Regions from separate parts of the Canis lupus genome. Here region 2 is linked to region 1. The links are chromatin contacts, called in public Hi-C maps. All regions are on one chromosome and are shown on one strand. Each heading gives the region's core, a stretch centred on a gene start, on an enhancer-like site or on the middle of the called end of the contact. The rest is flanking DNA. Distances are from core to core; before and after follow the strand shown. Region 1 overlaps WNT5B (protein Wnt-5b). Region 2 holds the start of WNT5B (protein Wnt-5b).

Region 1 (5,596 bases), core at 1,659-4,158:
CAGTACTCTGCTACTCACGTGCATTTCCTTTTAATTGTCTTTCTTTTTCAAGTTTTTATTTTTTTGAAGAAATTTGAAATCACGTTCCTTTTTTTTCTGCTGAATATAGTCTATATATTATATATATATAAATTATATATATATATACATATATATATGTCTGGCTACCTCGTTTTAGTTTACTTTTTTCTCTGAAGCCCTGGAATTCTACAAGAGAGATATTTTGAGACTGAAACATTTTTGTGCCTAGACTGGAAAGATGCCCATTGGGTTTGTACGTCTTTTTTGTTTTGGCTTCTTCCCAAACCCCATCCATCCAGTATATCCCACTTCCACATTCTGGCTATAATTTTTTTTTCTCCTTGCCCATTGGGATTTGAGGGCCCAACGGTGTTCGTAAATTTTGACTTAATTTATAGCACAAATGTGTGGAAGAAATGAGAATTGAACTTTTGTTTGTTTGAGATGCAGATTGTGTCTTGAAAATGATTATTATATATGCAAATCCTGCCCTACCCTCACCCTCTTCCAATTTTCCCCACAAAAAGGTCACATGGTGAGGCTTCCTGTTGGAAGCAGAGGAGCAGAGTTGGCCTACGGAGCCCCAGGGGCTGTAACGTGAAGGGGAGGAGACTGAAACTCCTGTCTTATCTCTGTTAATAAAATGGGTGTTTGTGGGTTTTACAAAAATCAGTTTCTAAATGGAGGAATAGATGGCTTTCTTTATTTTGGTGGGGGTTGGGACTTGTGGCTTTAAAAAAAAATCGCTTTTGAGTAGGATGTATATTTTTGTTGGAGTTTTTGTTTGTTTATTTTTTTAGAATCCTCCACTGCAACAAGAGAGACCATGGAGTTAAAGAAACCCAGAGACCTTTATCAATTAATTGTACTGTTTGTGAATTTGTATAAATAATAACAAAGATCCTCTTAAAACGTTTATATTCTTACAGTAAAAGGTTAAACTGATATTTATATAATAAAAGAGGAAATATGAAGTATGTTTTTGAAAAAAAAAAAAAAACAAACAAAAAACCTTGTATCTGTGAATTATTTTGAAGGCAGTGTGTGTTTGGGTACATGCCAAAGTCGGAGGTGCTGTTTGTGTACTCTAAGAGGAAATAAGGTATAGAGTTCAGTGCATCCTAGGTGGTGTAAGTAAGCTCACAGTTAAAAATTTATTCTGTAAGAGATTTACTACTGACATCTAAATGTTGTGTTTCTAGAAATGTGACTGGACTGGAGACTTATATAATTTTTGGTTTTGAACTGTCAACAACATGGGAATTTAAAGAAATGGAACTTTTAAAAAACTAGATCTGTAAGAGTCACAATTTCCCCCAGGGTGGAAATGAGATCTAGGGGTCCTGTTGAATAATGGGGTCATGAGATGTGGAAGTGGGGAAGAAAAGATGGGTTGCTTTCCACTTTGAGTGGGTGTGGGGAGGATGTGAAATGGTGAAGAGTGGAGGGAACTGAAGCCATTGTTCAGAAAAGTTAAAAGAACGCTGTACGCTGTCCTTGCCTGCTCGCTTACTTTGCTCAGTCATGCATGCTGAATCTCACAGTGTGAGTGAGGGTCCTGGTAGAAAGGAGGAAGGCAGTTCAGCCCCTCTTTTTAACATTCTCCTCCAGGCCCCGCTGTATTTAAGCACTTTCCTGGGGGATGGGGAGGTTGGCCAGAAGTTCTTGCACATTTGCATTTTAAGCACTTCCAGCACTGAAGCTTGCCACTCGGGTCTACTGTGGTGTGAGGGTTCTTAGACTGAATTCGGGGCACATAAATGAATACCAACAATTCTAGCAAAGAGTTCCCTTTGATAGACAATAACTAAATGATCAACGCCCTGTGGTTGGGCTGCGGAAGTGGCAGAGGGTATAAATGCTCTAACAGTAGAGTAATTCACATTCACATTCCTGGTTTCACATAGGTCTTAGTTTCTGAGATTTTTTTTTTTTTTACCAAAAACAACAACAACAACAACAAATACAGATCCCAGCAAGAGCTAGTAAGGGGTATAAAACTTTCCTGCAAAGACACCTCTTTCCAGGAAGAGAGCTAGAACCCAAGTTTCTCTTGGGGTAGGATTGTTTTGTAAAATTTCCAAGCTTTCTGCTTGAGCATATCACAAAAGCTACATTGTTCCTTTTTGGAGAGCCATCACAATTGGGTCTAATTGAGCCTGACACTAGATCCATCTTCCTTTTCTTGGGGGAAGGTGTGGATCTCTTTATTCCCTCTTAGGTTACAGTGCTTATTGCCTGGAAAAAAAAAAAAGAAAAGAAAAGAAAAGAAAATGTGTGAACCCTAGTAAGTCGGGACTTGGAATTAGGGTCAGCTTTCTAATTTAGCATTTGACACTATAATGCATGAAGGCTCCACAAGCTGTAAGTTCTTAGACTTTTTCTTCCTCCAAAAGACTGCATGACTGTACAGATTCAGTCAATAAAAATTTGAGCACCTCCTAAGTCTCAGACTCTGCTCACATTCCTCACTTTCATACAAAAAAAATAAGGGTTTTCCACCCTTTTTTTTTTTTTTTTTACTTGAAAGGCTAAATATAAGCTTGACTAAAGGTCAGTAAATTAATGTTTGAAAGTTAAGGTCACGGGCCTACTGTTCTCAACCTTGAATTGGGTATACTTAATATATCTGGAGTGTCTCTGGAAACCATGAATAAACCATTTATTTTCATCAGCCAAGGTTAACTGTTTATCTCTCAACCTTTGTGGATGGAAAGAAATGAATGTGTTGAGAACCCATGGTATGCTTTGCATGGTATCTGTAAATTTCTTTTAGTTCTCAAAACAGCCTGTTGAAACAGGTATCCTGATTTCCAGATAAGGCATACTGCTTGCCTTAAATCACCCAGCCACTAACTGAGGGAAACCAGGACGCAAAGCAGGACCAGTTCCAAAGTCCTGCTCCCTTCTGTTCTCCTGAGAAAGTTCAGTTACTGATCATACCTTGAGTCCCAGTAAGGTGACTTCACAGAAATGAGTGGTATCTGTTTGATCACAGTGCAGACAAGCTCAGGCCACAGGGCACTTACTCTTAAAGGGAATATGGGTGGATCCGATCTCCACATACCTATTGGAATGGAAAGAAATGCTTTTAAAGACTAAAAGCACCAAAGAAAATGACTTGATATTTTTGTGAGTGCTACAAAAGTTAAAAGGCACTTCAGGGCAGTTTTTAGAGTGGCAGAAAAAAAACTGGTGCAGGTATTTGCTGACACTTCAGAAGTGAAAAACCATTTCAAAATGGGAACTTGGTGTAAACTTTCTCACCTAGAGGTAATAAACCTCATAGGAACTGTGGGGGGGGGGTGTGGGGAAAGGGCTCCACACATCTTTCCTTTCTGAGTTTCATTGGGCAGTAGCCCTTAAAGTCTGTCTGGAAAAGATTATAAATGCAATGGTGGGGTTCAGTTGGTTTCTGCGGTCCCCTAACGGCCCTGACAGGCCTCCGGCTACAAATGCTGGGCAGTGTTGCATGATTCTCCCTGCTGTGGTCCCCCTCCTACGGGACTTCTCAGTCCTAAAGAGGGGAGGAGCACCCGATTCACCTCACATTTGGCAACGGGGATAAGGATGCTTGCCTGACTTACAGCATGTCTTTCAATAGTTAAGAGAATTCAAATTCTTTCATGATTCAATGACAAAGACCTGAAAAAGCAAATGTTTCTTTTTTTTTTTTATTGGAGTCTCCTTTTAGGTAAGAACTTTCTTCTAAAAAATGACACTTGACATGTAAATTGAAGCATGGCCTCTCCCCTAAATCCTGCTGGTTGCCTGCAGTGCTTACTACATAGACGCTGGTCTTGGAATAAGCAGAACCGTTTTCACTTTTGACTTAGAAAATGTGAACTCACATGTTCAAAGGGGAAAAGGTAGTGGCCCTCAGGGACCACTGTATTTCCAAAGCACAAGAACCTCTTGATTAAAAGATCAGATTTGTAAAACAAAACCAGGACTTCATGCAGCTTCTGACAAACGTCTCTTGCCAGTCCCCTGAAAGGGAGGGCCCCTGGCCTCTGCTGGTGGCTGCCCTGCTGCCGAGGGGGAGGATATATGGGAAGTCACCCAGTGGTCCTCTCCCTGTTGCCCTTCTCTGCAGCTCACCTCATTCCCTTTTCAGGTCATTCTATCCCTTTAGTAGAGGGCAAGACCTAAATTTTGTGCCCCTCCGAGCCCCTGTGGATGGAAGGGTGAAACTATTTATTTTTTATTTTTTAAAGATTTTACGTATTTATTCATGAGAAAGAGAGAGAGAGAGAGGCAGAGACACAGGCAGAGGGAGAAGCAGGTTCCATGAAGGGAGCCCGATGTGGGACTCGATCCCGGAACTCCGGGATCACGCCCTGGGCCGAAGGCAGGCACTACACCGCTGAGCCACCCAGGCGTCCCTATTTTATTTTTTTAAAGATTCTGTTTATTTATTCATGAGAGACACAGGCAGAAGGAGAAGCAGGTTCCATGCAGGGAGCCCAATGTCGGACTGGATCCCGGGACTCCAGGATCATGCCTGGGGCCGAAGGCAGGCGCCAAACCACTGAGCCACCTGGGGATCCCCAAGGGTGAAACTTTATGATGAACTAATTCAGAGTACAGGATTCTACACTGGAAAGCTATGTTCAAACGCAGTTCTTTGCTTAGTCTACGTCTCTCATTTTTGTTCAAACATAGCAAGTTAAAATATTTTGCAAAGTGAATGGTATCAAACAGATAAGACATTCATATTTGGATCATTGCCAACCATTAATCATTGAGAACTTAGCAAAGGTAAGTGCACAGCTAGAATAAGAACGTGTACTCTTAGGTCTTGGATAGAAAATGAATTATTTCTAGATGGTGAGTAAATTTAAATGTCCACAAATGATCAGTTTCAGTCTTTTCCTCTTTTCCAGGGATTGCTCTGATTTTGCCTGGTGGAGTTGCCTGTGCCAACCCAGCACACTTGGTACTATGTAAAGTCGAGTCTTCCAGGTGCAAGTAAGCTTGAGATCTTAACTGTGCAGCCCTAGCGTGGGCTCTGCTAAACATCCCTGCAAATAAAACAAATAGAAGTGGGAATTCCTATTCTTGCTGTTTGTTAACCCAGAAAAGCTCATATTATTTTCTTAAAAAAGGAAGACAGGTTTTTTTTTTTTTTTTTTTTTTTTTTTTTTTATTTATTTATGATAGGCACACAGTGAGAGAGAGAGAGAGGCAGAGACACAGGCAGAGGGAGAAGCAGGCTCCATGCACCGGGAGCCCGACGTGGGATTCGATCCTGGGTCTCCAGGATCGCGCCCTGGGCCAAAGGCAGGCGCCAAACCGCTGCGCCACCCAGGGATCCCGGAAGACAGGTTTTTATTCTCTCATTCCTCTTCAACTTTTACTTGTTTAAAAGACAAATGCCACATATACTTGTAAGTTTGCTTTTATTTGTGATGGTGGAAATAGTGTCAGTTACAAAGAAAGAAGAATGAGGTCCTTCTGCAGCAGCAAAGAAGCCTGTGAGACAGTGTTAGGGACATGAACACAATCTGCTGGAAGAATTTAGGCATGACTTAGTGTTCAGTTTCTGTCTCAAGATGCCTGTTTTCACAAATCT
Region 2 (5,596 bases), core at 1,043-3,542, 50 kb after region 1:
CGTGTTGGTTTCTATTTCAGAGGAGGCTGGAACTATCACCTCATATGAAAATTTCCTCCCCTGCTGGAGATGCCAGGTGTGGCAATCCAGAAACCAGAAGAACCATCCTAGAAGTAAAACTTAGAACTAGTCCTCTGCCCTTCTTGAAGAAGAGCAAACAAACAAAATCTTCCGACTGCCACTGCAGTAAGGAGGAGGGGCATGAAATATTCAGGTGAATAACCATCCCAGAACTCTGCTTTTCACAGCATATGGCGCCCAGCAATTTGGCAATAGCCCTTTCACTTACACTTTTGGGATAGAAAAAATTTTAGGAAACAGTTTTTTCAAGTCAATAAGACACCCTTCGAGATATTACAACCTCCAAATGGACTAAAGAGGAGACTGGTTTCAGACACCCTGAGCAAACACTTAATGCACACACACCCTCACTCATATATTCATGCTCAAATATATAAGAAATAGAGCCTGGGAAAGTAGGAAGTCCATGGATGGAAGAAGGCCAGCAAGCTCCTGCAAGGCTGGCTCCTGCTCTACTGGCAGTCAGAACCCCAGGCCTCCATCCAACCTGTCCCCAGTGTGCCACATGCCCTCTGTGTGATTTTCTTTAGGAAATGAAAGGGAGCTGTGGCTGCCCTTAGGTATTCATCCACAAATTGTCTCTTTAGGTCCTTTGATTCCATTCAGCTCCTACCCTGGTGTCAGCACCACCCACACAGTTTAGTGCTGAGACCTAGTGTTAAGTCTGCCTCTTCCCTTGGACTCAAGGACTTGGCATCACCATGGAGAGCCCAGCTACATGGCTCCTTGCAATTGTGCAAAAGAGGTCTCTCAGCATTGCCTTTCCTTCCCAGGAGACACACCTCCTTCTTGCTATTTATAACCACAAATCTTCTGTGTCAAAGAGAGAACAGACATTATTTTCAAATGGAGGGAAACCACCACTCAGCCTTTCATAGGTTGGTATGTCTGCCAGGACTTGTGTGTTTGAGCCTGGACAGGCGTGTGGGCACAAGCTTGGGGCCTGGCACCCACTCATCCATGCCTGAGATTCGGAGTCCTGCCTTTGATAAGCCCACATCTGAATCAGACAGCAGGAGGAGCGGCTGGGTCCTGGGAAAGGGTCCCCAGGCTTCCTGAGGGTGTGCCCGCTGCTCCCAGCACCCTACGTTGCCTTAGGGCCCAGCCACAGAAGGAGCCACCCTACAGTTCCACCCATGTGTGTGCATAAGCGCTGGTATTGGGCCCTGCCCAACTGGCACAGAGTTTTCTGCACCCACATGGAGGGCATGGCTCAGGCGTCCCATCACAGCTCTCTCTGTCAAGTGGGCACATTCCTGGGTGACTGTAGCAGTTCAGAGGATTGGTAACATGATCCCGAGCCTTCCTCCTCCAGGTACCAGGCTGAAACTCTGCCCAGGGTGGTAGTAGCTGAAAGCTGCCGCCAGTGCCGTCAGGTGGCAAAAGCCGCGAGGCGGGGGCGGTGGGCAGAGTGGAGAGCAGATGCCTCCATTCACAGCTGGGTGACCCCCCCCCGCCCCCGCCCGAGCCACTTCAGTTTCTCTCTTGCAAAACAGAAGCAATCCGGCTCCACGCACATCGAATCATCTCTCACAGTGATTTGCAGGATGGAAATTTCTAGGAAATTTGGCTCCGACTACAGTGCATGACCAAATAGCCACTGAGGGAGGCTCCACGAGAAGATGGGGAAAGAGGTCACTTCTCACTTCTCCCAGGGCAGAGGCGGATGAGGCAGAGGAGCGGAAGAGCAATGAAAGGACCTGCTCTGAGGCAGAGGCAGAGGGATTCGGGCACCCAACTGGACGGCGTCCTCGCTGCAGTCCGCCGATGCGGGGCGCAGACCTCCCGCCCGGGAGTCCAGCGGGGCCCGCCAAGCCCGCGAAAGCGAACGGAGCTGCGAGGGGCTCGCGCGGGGCCCGTCCCGGGGCTGCGGGGGTGCGGGGGTGCAGGGGTGCGGGGGTGCGGGGCTGCGGGGCTGCGGGGGTGCGGGGCTGCGGGGGTGCGCGCGCCGGGCCGGGCTACCTGCCCGCCCCCCGCCCGCCCTCGCCCGCCCTGGGCGCCCAGCCCCGCACGCTCGCCCACAGCCCCCCGCCCCCGCTTTGTTCGCGGCCGCCCCCGCCCCCGCCCCCGCCCCCGCGCCGCTGCCGCTGCCGCTGCGGGAAGGTCGGGCCCGGACGGGGGGCGCCTCGGCAGCGGGCGGCCGGCGCTTACCTGCATGTCCCGCCGCCCCGCGGGCCCGCGGCTCCGGTGGCCGCTCGGCTCGGCTCGGCTCGGCTCGGCCCGGCTGCGCGCGGTCGGGGGCCCGGCCTCCGGGGGCGCCCGGGGGACCCCGCCTGCTCCTCTCAGCGAGCGCCCCAGTCTTCGGCCGCCGCCGGGCGCGGGGCTGCAGGCGCGGACCCCCCTCCCCCCCTCCCTCCCTCGCTCCGCTGCGCTGCGCTGCGCTCCGGGGGTCCCGCCGGGCGCCGGCTCGTCCCCACTCGCGCGGGCAGCCTCCGCGGGGCCCGGGAGCGCCCCCTGCCCCGGCGGCCCCGGCCTCGGCAGCGCGTGCCCTGCTCGGCGCCGGGACCCCCGAGCTCGGCGGGCGGGGAGGGAGGCCGGGCCCGGGGCGCGCTCTCCTCGGAGCGCGGGACCCGAGGAAGTTTCCGCCCCGAGCTGGCGGCGGGGCGGGCGGCGGCCGCGGCTCCGAGTGCGGGGGCCGGCGCCGGGCGAGTGGATCCCGGGGGCTCCGCCGCCTCCGCCCCGCCCCCCGCGCCTCCCCCGCCCCCGCCCCCGCCCCCGCCCCCGCCCCCGCCCCCGCGGCCGCGCCGGCCCCGGCTCGCTCCTTCCCACCGGCCGAGCGCGCGACACCCCTCCGCAGGGCTCCTCCCCGGCCCCGGGACCGTGACCTCCGCACCTGCCTCCTGCCGCCCGCCCCGCCCCGCCCCGCCCCGGCCCCCCGGCCTCCCCCGGCCCCCCCGCCCGGAGGCCCCCCGCCCCGTCCTCCCGCGCCGCCCTCCCGCCGCCTGCTCCTCCCGGAACCGACCTGGTCGCCCCAGAGGACCTGCGGGACTCCCCGGGTCCAGCAGCCCCTCGGGACCGCCCGCGCCCCGGCCCGGAGCCCCGACCTCGGCGCTGCGGAGCGGGAGGTGCCGGGAGCCGGGAGGGTTTCGGCCACAGCCGTTCCGTCGGCATCAGCCGCTCGCACGCGTCCGCTCGCCTTTCAGTGCCCGCAGAGAAGCAGAGCAGAGCGCTCTGTTATTTCCGCTCTACAAACCCAAGGCACCCCCTGGGACCCTGGCCCTGGACCCCCACCCTCTCCTACAGCGCCCAGCAGAGACCCCCGGGATAGGGAAACCTAGCGGACCAGGGCACACCAAGTAAACTGTGTCCACACGGAAAATGCATTCTCTGATGGCTTGTGGGCTGAAATACTGGCCTTCCTTTTTATGGAGAAACTGAGGCACAGAACATTGGCACGCTAAAGGGAGCTAGTAGTCTGAAAAGTCCCTAGGGGCCCAGTTTTTAGCCTCAGCGCAGATCAATGTTTAAATACTTTTATTGAGGTGCCCAAGTCCTGTTGATAAGTTAGCTCACAGCACCCCTGGCTGATCTGTCCGGGGAGTTCCAAGCTCCAGCTCCAGCCGCTGACCCTGTTCCAGACCTAGTAACAGGGTACCAAGGCACAGCAGCCAGCAAGGTTTGAGGTGCGCACTACAAATGCCTTTTTTTTTTACACTCTGAAACCCCCCTCTCTTCCCTGAGTCAGAGGTCACTCTGGCTAAAGAAATTGCCTTTGAGTGCAGTACAGTGAGGAAACAAAACAAAACAATAGTAATAATCTAAGGCTTTGCCTTTTCTTAATTAGTAACCAAACAAGGTGACAGCCTCCCCCTTTGGGTGGGGGAAGGGGCCACAGGGAGCCTGAGGGAATGAGGGACCAGGAGCCCACCACAATCGGCTGGGCAATAAGGAGCTATTGTCCTCTGGCTTTTACAATAAGGAAAGTAAGAGCTGTTTTAGCAAATACCTGACTAATTAGAGGGAAAGGCTTCCTTGGAATTGTGCTGCCTTGGGCCGGAGGTTCTCTACGACTTTTCTCACCTCGCAGTGAATGGGGTTTATGAGACCAGGTCCAGCAACCTTAAATGAATGGCCTATAATTGGCATGGGGGCGGGGGGGGGGGGGGGGGGGGGGGGGGGGGGCCTGCCTTCACTGAGGAGAGCTAGTTCAAGGCTTTATCTTTGGAGACAGATGGGATTGGGGGCAGAGCTGGTCTAAAGCAGTCATAAAAGCTTTCAATCCACTTTGTCAAATCACAAATAGGCTCAGTTCCTCTCCTTCTCAGAAGAAAGCATCAGTATTGGGGTGAGGGTCTTTGTAGGAGGTCAAGGGGAAGTCTTGTCTAGAAGGGCCTATCATTCTGGAATGCAGCCTAGGGTTTTTTGGGGGTCCACTTCATATACCCCTTTATCGAGCCCTACACACACAGAGATGACTGAGCTGGGTTCCCAGCTCAGGAAGTTTCAGGTCTGAAGGGTGGAGTTAGGGGATAAACTGCTCATTTGGGGCCTCAAATGAGCATGAGAAGGGGCACCTTTGCCTGGTATCTAGCTGGTGACTCAGGAGAAGGGCAGGTGGTAGACGGCACCCCCAGCTGAATGTCAGCACAGAGTCCTTTCCCTCCTGCCACAGTCTCTGTCCAGGATGAGTCAAAACTTGGGCCCACGGAGGAAAGCTGCAGTGCCCCCAGGAAAGGAGCTTGTGGCCCAGTAACTGGGAAAACATTCGAATGAGGAGCGGGCCGAGTCCTGGGCCAGATTCCCAGGGGAAGTGGTGAGCGCCCCATTGCTTGAGTCACTGGGCTGCTGAGGAGTCCAGAGCCAGCCCTGGAGGCAAGCCCTGATGGGAATGCGGACACATCTCACCCATGTTTTGTCTGTGATTGCTGGGTGGGGTCTCTCGCCTTCTCCCCCAAATAAAACATATCCTGACTTGGCATTTGTGGTTTCAACAAAGAAAGAAAAACCAAATATTTGGGCTATGAAAACGCGTACTGATTTCGCTCCGTTTGTTGGAGACACTGTTCCTCCCTTCCTGCCATGCCCCCACAGGCCACCAACCACCCCCAGAGGTCTCTTCTGAGCCAGATGGGCTAACAAAACCTTGTCAGAAAAAGTCAGAGAGGAGCCAGCCTCCTCTATTTCCTTAGCCCCCTGTGGCTTTCCTATATCTAGGACTGACCTCTGGCCCTTGGACTGCGCCTTCTTGGGCAGTCTTTATGCCCCTGAATAAAACAGATTAAAAAAGAAAAAAACAAGAACCATGTCTTATATGGTATATACTCAACAAATATTAATAATAGTATTATTACTACTAAATAAACATGACCTGGGGCACTTGGGTGGCTCAGTGGTTGAGCGTCTGCCTTCAGCTCAGGTTGGGATCCTGGGATCCTGGGATCGAGTCCCACATCGGGCTCCGCGCAGGAGTCTGCCTCTCCCTCTCCTCTTTCTGTGTCTCTCATGAATAAAATTTTAAAAAATAGACATGACTGATTTTCTATTTGAAAGTTGAATGTTGCTCTTAATTCTCGAA

Evidence for each region. Hi-C and Micro-C count contacts between places; a contact is called where the count stands out from the background.
Region 2: a contact with region 1 is called in a Hi-C map of tumor fibroblasts, with 4 times the contacts expected there. The contact joins the promoter of WNT5B here to the enhancer-like site in region 1. A contact is called at or near these places in 4 of 9 Hi-C or Micro-C datasets (blood, liver, skin fibroblasts and 1 more).

The regions. Positions count from the first base shown.
Region 1 is chr27:2,419,438-2,425,033 of UU_Cfam_GSD_1.0, forward strand. All of the region lies in intron 1 of WNT5B (protein Wnt-5b), which reads right to left. FBXL14 (F-box/LRR-repeat protein 14) reads left to right here. Exons shown (of 3, transcript XM_038576336.1): 2 at 4,908-5,137; 3 at 5,349-5,596. The coding sequence ends at 4,919. Among named protein-coding and RNA genes, the nearest start is that of FBXL14, 4.7 kb to the left of the region's middle. Within about 2 kb of position 2,909, at least 2 of the 20 cell types and tissues checked have an H3K27ac peak or open chromatin away from gene starts, as enhancers often do.
Region 2 is chr27:2,470,313-2,475,908 of UU_Cfam_GSD_1.0, forward strand. It overlaps WNT5B (protein Wnt-5b), which reads right to left and starts at 2,293. Exons shown (of 5, transcript XM_038576338.1): 1 at 2,233-2,293. The coding sequence starts at 2,238.